2 separate regions of the Pan troglodytes genome follow, and region 1 is linked to region 2. The links are chromatin contacts, called in public capture Hi-C maps. All regions are on one chromosome and are shown on one strand. The core of a region is the stretch at or near the end of the contact, and the rest is flanking DNA. Distances in the headings are between cores, read along the strand shown. Region 1 overlaps CHCHD6 (coiled-coil-helix-coiled-coil-helix domain containing 6). Region 2 has its middle 20 kb from the start of CHCHD6.

Region 1 (6,172 bases), core at 1,342-3,841, 62 kb after region 2:
TTTTCTCTCCTGCCAGAGTGAAATTGGGCTGGTGCCTTCCCACTTCTATGCTTGCCTCTAGGATGCCAGTAGGGCTGGGGAGAGGGGAGGGTCTTGGTTATTTTAAGTCTATTTATGCAATTTATTCACATGGTTTTTGGGGAGCTACCATTCTGCTTTTTCCTTTTTGTGGAAAAATGTTTTCAATTTGTCAATGAAGCAGATTGTGTTTGCCCTCTTGGGGAGATGCCATCGCTGGCTACTGGCAAGGTATAGAATCGAAAAGGGTTATTTGGCTGAGAAACATCAACAAGTGTTTGCTGGAGAAAAGTCCGATTCTTTCCCTTACCTTTGTCTACTTGGTGGGTGAGCCAGGGCCCTATCTCCTGTGTGTTGGCTATGAGCTGAGTGCTCTTGGGTAGACCAATACATGCACCAGCTAGGAGGAGCTTTGGCTGTGAGTAATGGAAGCCCAGTTGGCAGTGGCTTAAAGTGGAAGTGTATTCTTCCCATGAACAAGACACCAGGGGCAGCCATCCCAGGTGGTTATGGTAGCTTCGTGCCTCAGAGGGATCCAATCACTTCCTGTATTTTTTTTTTCTCCCCGAGACAGAGTCTCATTCTGACACCCAGGCTGGAGTGCAGTGGTGCGATCTCAGCTCACTGCAACCTCCGCCTCCTGGGTTCAAGTGATTCTCCTGCCTCAGCCTCCCCAGTAGCTGGGACTACAGGCGTGCACCACCACACCTGGCTAATTTTTATATTTTTAGTAGAGACAGGGTTTCACCATGTTGGCCAGGCTGGGACCTCCTGTCTTTTTGACTGGCAGTCCTCAGTGCAGCTCTCCTCATGGTGGCAGAGGGCTGCTGTGCCTTCAGCCATGACATCAATTTTCCAGTCAGGAAGAAGGAAGGGCTGAGAGCCTTGTTCTAGTGAAGTTTTATTATTTTATATGGGTGTGGGAGGGACACTCTTCCCTGGGATTCTCATTGGCAGAACTGTGTCGCAGGGCCACCTCTAGCTGCAAAAGGGGGGCTGGGATAGTGAGCAGTTTTACCTGGACACGTGACTGCCCCAAACAAAATCAGGATTATGTTATTAAAGAAGAGGGAAGAGGGACTGGATGCTGGTCAGGTGGCGAGGGCACTTTCCATAGCCTCGTGGCTTAGCGAAGCCCAGCGTCCGGACTCTGTTACACCTGGGCTCAGATCCCCCAGGTACTGTCTCTGTGACCCTGGACCCATTATTTAACCAAGCCTCAGTTTCCTCACATGTCAAATGGCACACCTCTCCTGGAGTTGTTAGCATGCTTTCATAATATGTGAGCAAAGCCTTCAGCACATTGTCTGGCAGATGGAAGGTGGTCAATACATTCTTGCCTTTCTGTTATGCCAAACTCCCCCGAAATGCACTAGGAGAGGAGCTGCACGGGTGACTAATAGAGTCTAAAGGATAGAAGTGGGTAGTGATTTTCCACCATGGCAAAAAAGGGACAGCGAACAGAGTGCTTTTGAGTGCAGGAATGCTGGCTGTTACCAGGTTGCTAATGTTCTAACCCTCCACCTGGGTTGGCTTCAGGCTTCGGAGGCCCCTGAGTACACCCCTCCCCACCAGGTAGCTTTAATTCTAAAACAGACCTTCCAGATCCCACTAGTTGTTCTTTCCTAACTCTTAAGGTTAATTTGTGCTTGGAGAGGAGATACAGCTATTCAGGGCTGCTGTCTCTGGGCTTGCATTCTTGCTGATGCCAGGACTGACTTGTTTCACTGACCTTGGGCTTGTGAGGCTAAGTTAGGGAACCCTGGGTGCTTGGCTTCCTGCCCACTTGGGTGTGTTCTTAGCAGAGTCAAGTCACTCCCTGCCCCCTACACTTGGTGGCATCTCCTCCTTCCTTATCAAATCTTGGCGAGGCTTCTCTGGAGGATTCTGGTACTCTCTTCTTGGCTAGGACTTGGGTGGCTGGGCAGGGTGGCTTAGGGGTATTGCTGAGGAGAGTAGAGGTATGTGGCAAAGCCTTTTGCATGACACGTATCAGGTAACAAAGCTCTGAGGCCGCTGGGACTAGACACACTGGGAGTGACAGTCTCTGTGGAGTGGCTTCTACTGGGAGCCTTTGCCTCTGCGCTTGTGCCCACAGGGAAGGGAGCACCTGCACATCAGCCTCGCACAGCGGGCATGGCCTGGGCAGCCTTGCTGGGAAAGTCATGACTTTCCTCTTCTTGATGCAGACTCCCTGCTCTCTCTCCTCTTCCCCTGTTGATTGGGTGCCTTCCCTAACACATACAGCCTCTGGTGTTTTTTCTGCTTGTGTGTAGTGGTTCCCAGGAGGCCTGGCAGCCCTGCCTTGCCTTGGGCCTGCTCCTTCTCTACATCTCCCCTGGCAGCAGTGGCGCTTGGTGTGTGAGTGCATCCAGGGCAGGATCCGCCCAAGAGCCTCTGTTCTTGGGGCTCCCAGGTGTCAGACAATGTTGAACACGGGGCCCATTCTCTAGCTGACTGGTTGGACATGATGTCGGCACCTTATCTTCGTGCTGACACACACTGGACATTAATAGAAATACACCACCATGTCACATGTGTGGAATTTCAAGCAGCCGCGAGGCGGGTGCTTTCGATAGCCTATTGTGTGCTTAACCTCTTCCAAAGAGGTTTTTGATGAGAAATGTGTAGGGCTGTTAACTCCAGGCAGCCTGGCATGTGGCAGGTTTTCCTTTTTTTTCCTTTCCCCTTCTTGATTGTTTGCAGTGCTTCCTTAATCTTCACTCTGGAGGAGTGGGCTTTGCCACTTCAGGACATTTTATTTAATCCGTGGCTGCACAGGCAGTGCTCTGCTGGCACCAAGGACAGCATGGTTAGCCTGGGTGCTGTGGGGCCGCGAGGTGGCCCGGGAGTACTGGGGGAGCCTCTCCTCAGTTGAGTTGTCTGGCCCTGGGTTTTTTGCCCCGATCTCAGCTTTCATGGCTGTGTACAGGGCTTTTGGGACTACTGGTTGCTTCTCTTCCGAGACAGCCTAAGCTTTTGGAGCTGTCTTTGTTTTTCTCTTCATCTCGTCTCCTTTCTCCCTCTCGGGAGCTGCTGGTGATGCCTCAGTTTCTCTGAGGTCTGAAGCCCAGGAAAAGATCTTTACTCAGATGATCTGGGTCTTGGTGTGCTCTTTGTAATTGCGTGTGACTTTGCAGTTATCCTAAGAGAGACTTGTATTTGCAGCTCATTTCTACTGCTTATCTGGGATATCTCCATACATGTTCGGTTTTCCCAGCTGTAAAGCGAGATGATAGTGCAACTCATAAGGTTAGTATGGGGTTTCAGTGAGATAAAATTAAGTGCCTAGGAGAATGTCTAGACTGCAGTAAGCTCTCAACAGAAATTATACCTAAACATTTTCTTAGTGAGGCTAAAGGTGAAAAGCATTCATGGCCACTGGCTTCTGGATCATGTTTCTCAGTCTTCCTACTAGTAAGGCTGGTCTTTAACCTTATTCCAATTGCCATTTTACTTCTGATGGCACTTTGTATATCAGAAATCTGCTTTACCTCCATCTTGGATTTCATCATGACTCAATTCTCATGGCCCATCAGGTCTCATGGTGTGACATGTCTCCCTGCCCACAGGGTCTGTACTGACAGCTAGATATATCCAGCACCCTCCTTCCCTTCATTTCCGGAGACTTCCTCCATGCTCATGTTGCTGGATTCCAGCCTTGGGTGAACCCCACCAACTGCTTTCTCTGCTTCTGGGCCTGGGCTCCTGGGGGCCGCTAGAGGCTGGATGGTTGGGTTCTCATGCAGTTCGTGCTCTCTGACCTCCTGGGCGTTACCCTCTCTGCTGCTGCCTTGCCTTCCTCTTGCTGCGCTCCAGCAGCACCCTCCTGTGCCCTCCCCACATCCACTTGTGAGTTCTCTCCATCCTGGCCTCACCGCCCTCTCCTCCTTGCTTCCTCTCCTCTTAAAAGGGGCCTCTCTGCCAGTGACCTGGATCCTGGATCTAGCTCCTCCCCTCCTCTTAGAGCCTGCTCTGTTACTTCCCCACTTTCTCCTCAGATATCCTTGTCTAAAACCAATAGACCTTTCCCAAGCAGCTACTCTGGTTGCCTCCTGGCTCTTCCCTTTCCTTGCCATAGAGTGTCTTGGAATCACAGTGGTAGTCATAATCTTTCTTCTCAAACTCATTACAATTTGGCGTGATCTCAGAAATTACCATGATTGGCTGGGTGCAGTGGCTCACGCCTGTAATCCCAGCACTTTGGGAAGCCAAGGCGGATGGATCACCTGAGGTCAGGAATTCGAGACCAGCCTGGGCAACACGGTGAAACCCCATCTCTACTAAAAATACAAAAATTAGCTGGGCGTGGTGGTGGGCGCTGGTAATCTCAGCCACTTGGGAGGCTGAGATAGGATACTTGCTTGAACCCGGGAGGCGGAGGTGGCGGTGAGCCGAGATTGTGCCACTGCACTCTAGCCTGGGCAACAGAGTGAGACTACATCTCCAAAAAAAAAAAAAAAGAAAGAAAAGAAATTACCATGATCTTCTTTCCAACAAATCTGATAACTTTCCTTCTTCACATTTCCTTCAAGGGGTATTTATCACCAAGTAGCTACTCTTCCTTTAAATGTCCCTTCTGTGAGCCTCTGTACCTTAGCTATCCTGCCCCCTTTCTGCATGCTCCATCCATCCATTCAAGACATGTTCCCTGAGCAGGGCTGCAGCCCGGGCTGGGCTGGCCATCCAGAAGTGACCCGATCCTGACCCTACTGGAGCCCCTGGTCCAGTTGGAGAAACAGATGTCAAACAAGTAACTATTACCAGCTGAGATAAGCATACTGCTGCAGAGAGAGAGAGAGTGATAGTGATGCCCTAATTTAGATTGAGGTCAGCTAATGCTTCTCTGAGGAGTGGACATGTGAGCCGCGACCTAGAGGGTAAGTGGGAAGGAGACAAAGAGTGAGGAGGGGGAGCTCTGCAGTTTGTGGGGAGTGTGCCCCGGCCTGGGTGGTAGAGAGTTCAGTGAGTGAATGCAGCCGCCAGCAAGAAGGGTGTGAACAGTGGGTGGGGACTCATGGGCATGGCAGGAAACTGGGTTTGAGAAGCAGCAGGGAGCATGTGAAAGGTTTTCATAGAGATTCTGGGGAAGATGGCAGAGTGGGCAAGAGCAGAGGCAGGGGAATCAACAGGACTCCCAAGGGCCCTTCAGAGAGATCATGGTGACCCAGACAAAGGACAGTGACAGTATCTGGGGGAAGAATTATGTGGAGAAAGAAATGACACATTTGGTGAGGATGGGGGCTGTGGGGTGAGAAAGAAGGAGGTGTTGAGAATGACTCTTGGGTTTCTGGCCTGAGCCAGATGCCCTTTTTTGACAAGGAGATGCCTAGACTCCTCTCTGGCCTCCCTACCTCTGGGTCCTTCTATCAGTTATGGTCTAGATTGAGCTGCTGTAGCAGAGAGGCCCCCAGATACAGTAGCATAAATAAGAAAGACATGTTTCTCTTTCATGGAACTGTCTAAAGGTAGTCCAAGACTGGTGGGAGCTCTGCCAGCCTCAGCAGCCTTGGGTGCAAAGTGTTTGCTCCATTTCTCTTCAGTTCCTGACCAGTGCGAAGGGGACACGGGCTATGTGAATGCATTCCCGTTTGGCTCTTTTATGGGCAAGACCAGAACTGGGCTCCATCATTTCTGGACATACCCTGTTGGCCAGAAGATAGTCACATGACCACTGCTAGTGACAGGTTGTTTAGGAAATGTCTAGACAGTGTAGCTGGATGCCCAGCCAAAGCTCCATACCAAAGGAGGAGGAAAGAATGGCTATGGGGGGACAATTGGAAATCCACCACTGTTGTTTGTTGCCTCCTCATTACCTCTTGAAAACACCCACATCCACCTTGGCCTGACGTCTGTTCAGGACCTCTGTTCTCTAGATGCTGGTTGGCCACACCTTTCCTGGTGCCTTCAGGGACCTCAAACTGAGGACATCCATCCAGTACAGAACCTGTCCTCTCTCCATACCTGGGCTTGAATCATTTACAAAACATTGCGCAATTGGGATAGCTGCTCAGTTCTCCATAGTTAGCAGTGGAGGGGTCCTCGAGAAGGCACAATGCTGTCAATTCTGCCCAGACATTCATGGGGGTTGCTTCTGGGGAGCAAGCAGGGAATATCCCACAGAGTTGTCTTTGACTATTTTCTCCTAGTGCTC
Region 2 (6,863 bases), core at 2,908-5,407:
ACGTGATGTGTGGAGCAGCTGAGAATTTTCCGAGAGGAGATCTGAGTGTGCTTCTTCCTGCCTGTCTTCCTTCCTTTTTAATGAATACAATAATTAGTGGCTAAATAAAATTGGCCCACAGGATAGGTGCATACAACTGCTTCATGAATTGGCAGATGACAGTAACGGGCAGCAAGCCTGGAAAACACAGGCTCAGAGCACCTCTTTTGTCAAGTTATGACGAAGAACATCTATAGGCTCAGGAAAGAAAATTCAGCAGCCAGGGAGTGTGGATGAATTTCTTAGGTCTGGCAGACAAGGTGTTTATGTCACACACAGGACTGAAATTCTAAGCCGCAAAGATATCAAGGCTGGGCTTGGAGGAAGATCTGGAGTTTTCTTCATTTACAAAGTCTGTGAATCCTGGATTATCCCACACTTATCCAAGACACAGGGAAGCAAAAGACACAAGCCTTTTCTTATGAAAAGCAGAACAAGGAAGACTTGGGAGTCCAACAAGTGAGGTTCCAAGACCCAGCCTGCAGGAGTACGGCTAGGGCTGGAAGTTGTTGCCCATCCCACCAAGACTTGTAGGCCAACCCAGTGCATCCACACTCAGTCTCTCAATGGCAACCACTGATCTTTTTTTCTGTCTCCATAGTTTCGCCTTTCCCAGAATGTCATAGAGTTGAAATCATCCAGTCATGCTCTGGGATAATTCTTCAGTTATAATCTTCAGATTGTCAATTTCATTTTCAGCTATATTCAGTCAATTTATCAGCACATCTATTGAGATTGTTTTTCCTAATTTGGCAATCAAGCGTTTAATACCTTTTTTAAAAAAACAATAGAGACAGTGGTTCGCTATGTTGCCATCTCTTCTGATACTCTTCCTCAGCCCCCTTGGGTCCCTGGTCCTCCAGGGACCACTTATGCTGCAGCATCACCACTTGCGTGGTGCTGTCTGCAGGTCACCCTCTCTCTCAGCAAACGCTGACCTTTCCTTTTGCATTCCAGGCTCTGACGTGCATAGCATGTGGATTTTAATTTCAGGAATCCATAGCTAAGTTTTTTTTTTGGAGGGGACACTGGCCAGACACAGATGCAAACAGGCACAAAATTGTGCCAGCCCCATGGTGGTTTGTGGGGGATTTGGGGACTTTGGGGGACCCAGTCTTCTAGCTCTATTTGCAATGCAAACACAAGGTTTCTACCTAAAGGGTATTGTTTAGTGGGGCTGACAGAGGTTACAGGAGGGAGGGTAAAAGTCCCCCAGCCGCCAAGTGGGGTGGTCCCTGTTCTGATGCAGGATTCTGATAGTGACCTTGAATACAGAGGAGGTGACCCTCTCCTTGCTCCTCACCTTGGTCATCCACACCAACAACTGCTCAAAGTGCATAGGGTATACAGAGGTCTTTCCTCAACAACTGCGCCATTTGGCCAAGTAGGCAACTAGAATGACCACTGAAAACTCAGAGGAAGAGTGCCAATTTATAGCTCTCATTATAGTGTAATGTTATTTCCTTAAAAGTTTGTGCACACATTTAATGAACTCATAAAACTTAAACTATCAGAGTCTTGTGGTGAGGAGGCAGGGTACAGTTCTTGTAACTTCACATTCTAGCAGCTCTGGGTTGAAGCCACCCCTGCAGGGCTGGGAGCTGGGGGCAGGTGTGTGAGTGACTCCCCCAGGGGGCTCTTCCCAGGCCAGGTGCCCAGACAGTTTCCCCATCTGGGCTCAGGACCTGGGCTAGCAGGGTGCCAAGCCTCCCCAAGGAGGAGACTCTTCTCCCTCCCCATGCCCATACCCCTTCCTGAGCCTCAGGCCCTGATTGCTATGGTCAGGCCGGCCACTAACCAGGCTGCCTCCACTCCAGCTCCACATCCCACACCCAAGGGCCCAGCCAGCAACGCTCCATGAGGCATGACCAGGCCATGCGGGGTCCTGGAGAAATCTTCATCTTCTGAGCCATGTGGACCTGGTTTCAAATCTTGACTCTGCCTCCTTCTTGCTGTGTGACCTCAGGCAAGTCACATGCCCTGTCTGAGCCTCAGTTTCCTCATGTGTAAGATGGAAATATCCAACGTGCCAGGTTCCTTGGAATGCTGTATATCATAATAATAACCATTGATACTTGAGTGTTTCTGAGGCTGGCCGGGTCCAGGCTCATTCTGCACGCTTGCAGTAAATCAATCACTGTGACAAATTTTGCAAAAGAGAAAAGAGTTATTTCCCTCAAGGGCGCCAAGTGAGGAGGTGGGAGAACAGCCCTCAAATCCTCCTGCTGGAAGATAAGGCTTAGGGGTATTTACAGGTTAGGGGATCGGGGTGCTCTAAGGCTTGGGGGAAAAGGTGATTGGCCGTGGGGAAATGAAGCAACACATTCATTCTGCACAAGTGCAGTCGGGGTTCATGATATTTCATAGGACATGTGTACAGAAAACAGCAGTGGTAGCATGACCTGAGGGTGTAGGTTTTGGCTCTCCGATGTCAAAAAGCCACCTCTCAGGCACTTGTGCAGGCCCAGTTGAAGGGTCAGTGGTCTCAACTGGTTCGAACTGGACAGGAGCTGCCCCAAGTTCCTGAAAAACAATGGAAGTGACTATGACCTTGGTGACCGATGAATGTTATCTATAAAGTAGCCAGTGAAGGTTAAGTTTCAGCATTCAGTGGTGAGGCCTTCGGCTACCACAGACTTTAGCTTCACGGAAAAATGAAAAAAAAAAAATAACAAAAAGTGAGTGAGTGGCCAAAAGCAAGCGGGCCAGGCAGCCCCGATCAAATTAACCCCTTGGTTTCATTTCCTCTTTGCCAGGTATTATTCTAAATCCATTACATGTATTAATTCATACAATCCCATGTCAATCCTATAAGCAGGTACCATTATTATCCCTATTTTACAGATGGTGAAACTGAGGAATGCAGAGATTAAAATATATATATATTATATATACGTTACATATGTGTGTGTGTATGTATATATATATATATGTATGTATGTATGTATCTCACAAGCTTTCCTTGATGCCCTCTCTGCTCTAAGCAGGACCAATGGTTTGTCCGGCCTCAGCCCCTGCCGTTTCCAGCCCCTGTGAGTTCTGACAGTGCTCTGGGCTGCTCCAGAGCTCAGGCTGTGAGCTTTTGCCTGGCTGTGGTTGCCCACGCCTGGACTGGCTCTGAGCATGCTGCAGAGCCCCAGGGCTCCAAGCAGACAGCTCCTGGGAGCAGGCACAAGCCTTTGTTTGAGACAAATCAGGAAGCCCAGCCTCCACCTGAGTCTGGGCTGCCTTTCAGATCACAGCTCTGCGTGCAGGTGTGTGTGTGTGTGCAGGTGTCTGTGTGTGTGTGTGCAGGTGTCTGGGTGTGTGTGTGCGTGTGTGTAGGAAGACTAGTGAGAGGAAATGGGATGCAGGCTGAACAAGCTCTGCTCTGAGCAACCTTAGCCCCCCTCGCTGAGAGTTCTGTGGCCCATTTGGCTTTGCTGCGCCAAATGTTCTCTTTTTACCCTGCTATCCTTGGCCATCCATGTCCTCTGCCTCTCCCACTCCAGCCAGCTCCGCTCAGGAGAGCTGTGATAAGGGACGACCTTCCTGTGGCATAGCCCCAGGGGAAGCTGCTGGGGCTGTTTGGCCGGCTGAGCAGACATCCGCTTGGCTGAATGGTTAAAACCAGGGCTAAAGCTGAAGCTTAAAACTCTGAAAAGCAAAAAAAAAAAAAAAAGGAAATTGGGGCCAAGGAGGCTGATCCTGACTTTCTGCTTGAGCCACTTATGCTTTTTAGCTGATTCATTCCATCTGGAGGCTTTGTTCACACGAGGAATTTCCTGGATGGAGGGAGAGCAGGTGGGAACAGAGCATGGGGACTGGGAACAATGGACCAAGTAGCTTCGTTGTCTGGACTCACTCTCTCCCTTTCTGCAATTCACACTCTCACACACACACACACACACATGCTTTATTCACATTGATGCACTGCACACACATACGCCCTGACACAGATGCAGCACACACACTGCACACGCAGCAACCCTGTCACAGCCTGGTCCTGTCAGGAAACAGATGGCTGCTCAAATGGGGTACTTGGAGGGGCTTGGATAAAGGTGTGGGCAGGGCTGGTTTTGTGAGGCAGTGCGTCCAGCCCAGGGAACAAGTTGCCATGGTCTAAAGCAGACAGCCCTTCTGTGCCCTCTGCCAGGGCCTGGTCTATGGGTGTGTGTGTGACCCACAACTGCCCAATGCCACTCCAGAAGATTGTTGGTGGCTTCCAGAAAACATTTCCTTTGTTCTGAGAGAGAGAGAGAGCTACATGAAGGCAGAGCCCTTTTTGCACAGAAGAGGGCACAAGCCATAAGTCTCTATGGCCTTCATGTGGTGTTAAGTGTCAGGTGCCCAGAAGGCAAAAGTGGTGGAGGCTTGGCACCTTTGACCTAGATTTCAGAGGATGCACCAGAAAGCCTGAGTGCCCAGGCAGATGCCTGTCACAGGGGTGGAGCCCCCACAGAGAGACTCTGTTTAGGCAGTGCCCAGTGGAAATGTGGGGTTGGAACCCCTGCACAGAGTCTCTACGGGGCACTGCCTGGTGGAGCTGTGGGAGCAGGGCCACCATCCTCCAGAGAGAAGAATGGTAGAGCCACCGGGAGAATGCAACCCCAGCCTGGAAAAGCCACAGGCATTCAACTCCCCACCCCTGTGGCTTTGCTGGGCATAGCTCACATGGCTGCCCAAGGCCTTAGGAGCCCACCCTTCACACCAGTGTGCCCAGAATGTGAGACATGGAGGCAAGGGAGATCATTCTGGAGCTTTAAGACTGAATGTCTGCCCTGCTGAGTTTCAGACTTGTGTGGGGCCTGTTACCCCTCTCTTTTGGCCAATTTCTCCGTTTTGGAATTGAGAATGTTTACCCAATGCCTGTATCGCCATTGTATCTTGGAAGCAAATAACTTGTTTTTGATTTTACAGGCTCACAGCTGTAAGGAACTTGCCTTGAGTCTAAAATGAGACTTTGGATCTCGGACTTTTGAGTTGGTGCTGGAACAAGTTAAGACTTTTGGGGACTGTTAAGAAGAGATTATTGTATTTGGCAATGTGAGAAGGACATGAGGTTTGGGGGACCAGGGAAGGAATGTTATAGTTGGATGTTTGGCCCTCTAAATCTTATGTTGAAATCTGATTCCAAATGTTTGATGTGGGGCTTAATGGGAGGCATTTGGGTCATGGGGGTGGATTCCTCATGAATAATGTCCTCCCTGGGGAAGGGTGCATGAATTCTCACTGTACTAATTCCTGAGAGTTCCCTTGAGAGCTGGTTGTTAAAAAGAGCCTCCCCCTCTCTTTCTTGCTTCCTTTCTCACCTTATGGTCTCTGCACATGCTAGCTCCCCTTCACCTTCCTTTAAAAGTGGAAGCAGGCTGGGCGCAGTGGCTCATGTCTGTAATCCCAGCACTTTGGGAAACCGAGGTGGGCAGATGGCAAATTCAAGAGATCGAGACCATCCTGGCTAACATGGTGAAATCCTGTCTCTACTAAAAAATACCAAAAAAAAAAAAAAAAAAAATAGCTGGGCGTGGTGGCTCATGCCCATAGTCCCAGCTACTTGGGAGGCTGAGGCAGGAGAATGGCTTGAACTTGGGAGGCAGAGGTTGAAGTGAGCCGAGATCACACTACTGCACTCCAACCTGGCGACAGAGTAAGACTCCGTCTCAAAAAATAAAAATAAAAATAAATAAATAAATAAAAGTGGAACCAGCTCGAGCCCTCACCAGGAGCAGATACTGGTGCCATGCTTCTTGTACAGCCTGTAGAACCATGAGCCAAATATCAATTCTTTTCTTTATCAATTACCCAGCCTTGGGTATTCCCTTATAGCAACACAAATGGACTAAGACAGGCCACATCATCAACTGTCTCCAGGGCTGCTCCAAAGTCCATTTGCTCCCCAAAGCACAGATTGGACCAGGTCCCTCCTCTGCTCCAAAAGTCAAGACTTCCCCACTGCCTGCCTTAGGGGCCAAGCTTTGTACCTGGTTTTCAAGGCCACCATCCTCATGATCCAACCACACTTTCCATAATCCCTGCTACATCCCATGCTCCTAGCACTCTGGGCCCTGTCATATCCTCCCCCAGGTCCCCCCTCTCCTTTACCCCGTTAGCCCACTGTTCCCTAACAGAGGGGTCCTTGACAATGGTCCAGGGATAATTTGGGGAAGTCCATTTAGGCCTAATCCAACTCAAAAGCACTGATGACTCAGGCAAACCTTTTACTGAACATTACACAGAGATTTTGAAAGAGGGGATTGTATTAGTCCTTTGTGTTGCTATAAAGGAATACCTGAAACTGGGTAATTTATAAAGAAAAGAGGCTTATCTGGCTTATGGTTATGCAGTCTCTACAGGAAGAATAGCACCAGTATCTTCTTCTGGGGAGGCCTCAGGAAGCTTCCACTCATGGCAGAGGCAAAGGGGAGCAGGTGTCACATAGCAAGAGAGGAAGTAGGAGAGAGAGGAGAGGTGCCCAACTCTTTTGAACAATCAGCTCTTGCATGAACCAATAGAGTAAGAACTTATTACCACAGAGAGGGTACCAAGCCTTTCATGAGGGATCTGCCCCCATGACCCCCCACTAGGCCCCACCTCAACACTGGGAGTCACGTTTCTTTGTCTTTTTTTTTATTTCTTTTTAAATTTTTAATTTCCATAGGTTATTGGGGAACAGGTGGTGTTTGGTTACATAAGTTTTTTAGTGGTGATTCATGAGGTTTTGGCACACCCATCACCCGAGCAGTATACCTGCACACAATTTGTAGTCTTTTATCCCTCACTGCCTTTCCATCTTTTCCCCCTGAGTCCCCGAAGTCTGTTGTGCCATTCTTATGCCTTTGCATCCT

Evidence for each region. Capture Hi-C pulls out chosen DNA fragments and counts their contacts.
Region 1: a capture Hi-C map of stem cell-derived neural stem cells shows a contact between it and region 2, with 4 times the contacts expected there. The contact joins two enhancer-like sites. A contact is called at or near these places in 1 of 7 Hi-C or Micro-C datasets (stem cell-derived neural progenitor cells) and 1 of 1 other capture datasets (stem cell-derived neural stem cells).

Annotation. Positions count from the first base shown.
Region 1 is chr2:129,972,965-129,979,136 of NHGRI_mPanTro3-v2.0_pri, forward strand. All of the region lies in intron 4 of CHCHD6 (coiled-coil-helix-coiled-coil-helix domain containing 6), which reads left to right. Among named protein-coding and RNA genes, the nearest start is that of CHCHD6, 43 kb to the left of the region's middle. Within about 2 kb of position 2,592, at least 8 of the 24 cell types and tissues checked have an H3K27ac peak or open chromatin away from gene starts, as enhancers often do. A contact at or near this core is called in stem cell-derived neural stem cells, where this site is marked.
Region 2 is chr2:129,909,439-129,916,301 of NHGRI_mPanTro3-v2.0_pri, forward strand. No RefSeq gene overlaps it. Among named protein-coding and RNA genes, the nearest start is that of CHCHD6, 20 kb to the right of the region's middle. Within about 2 kb of position 4,158, at least 6 of the 24 cell types and tissues checked have an H3K27ac peak or open chromatin away from gene starts, as enhancers often do. A contact at or near this core is called in stem cell-derived neural stem cells, where this site is marked.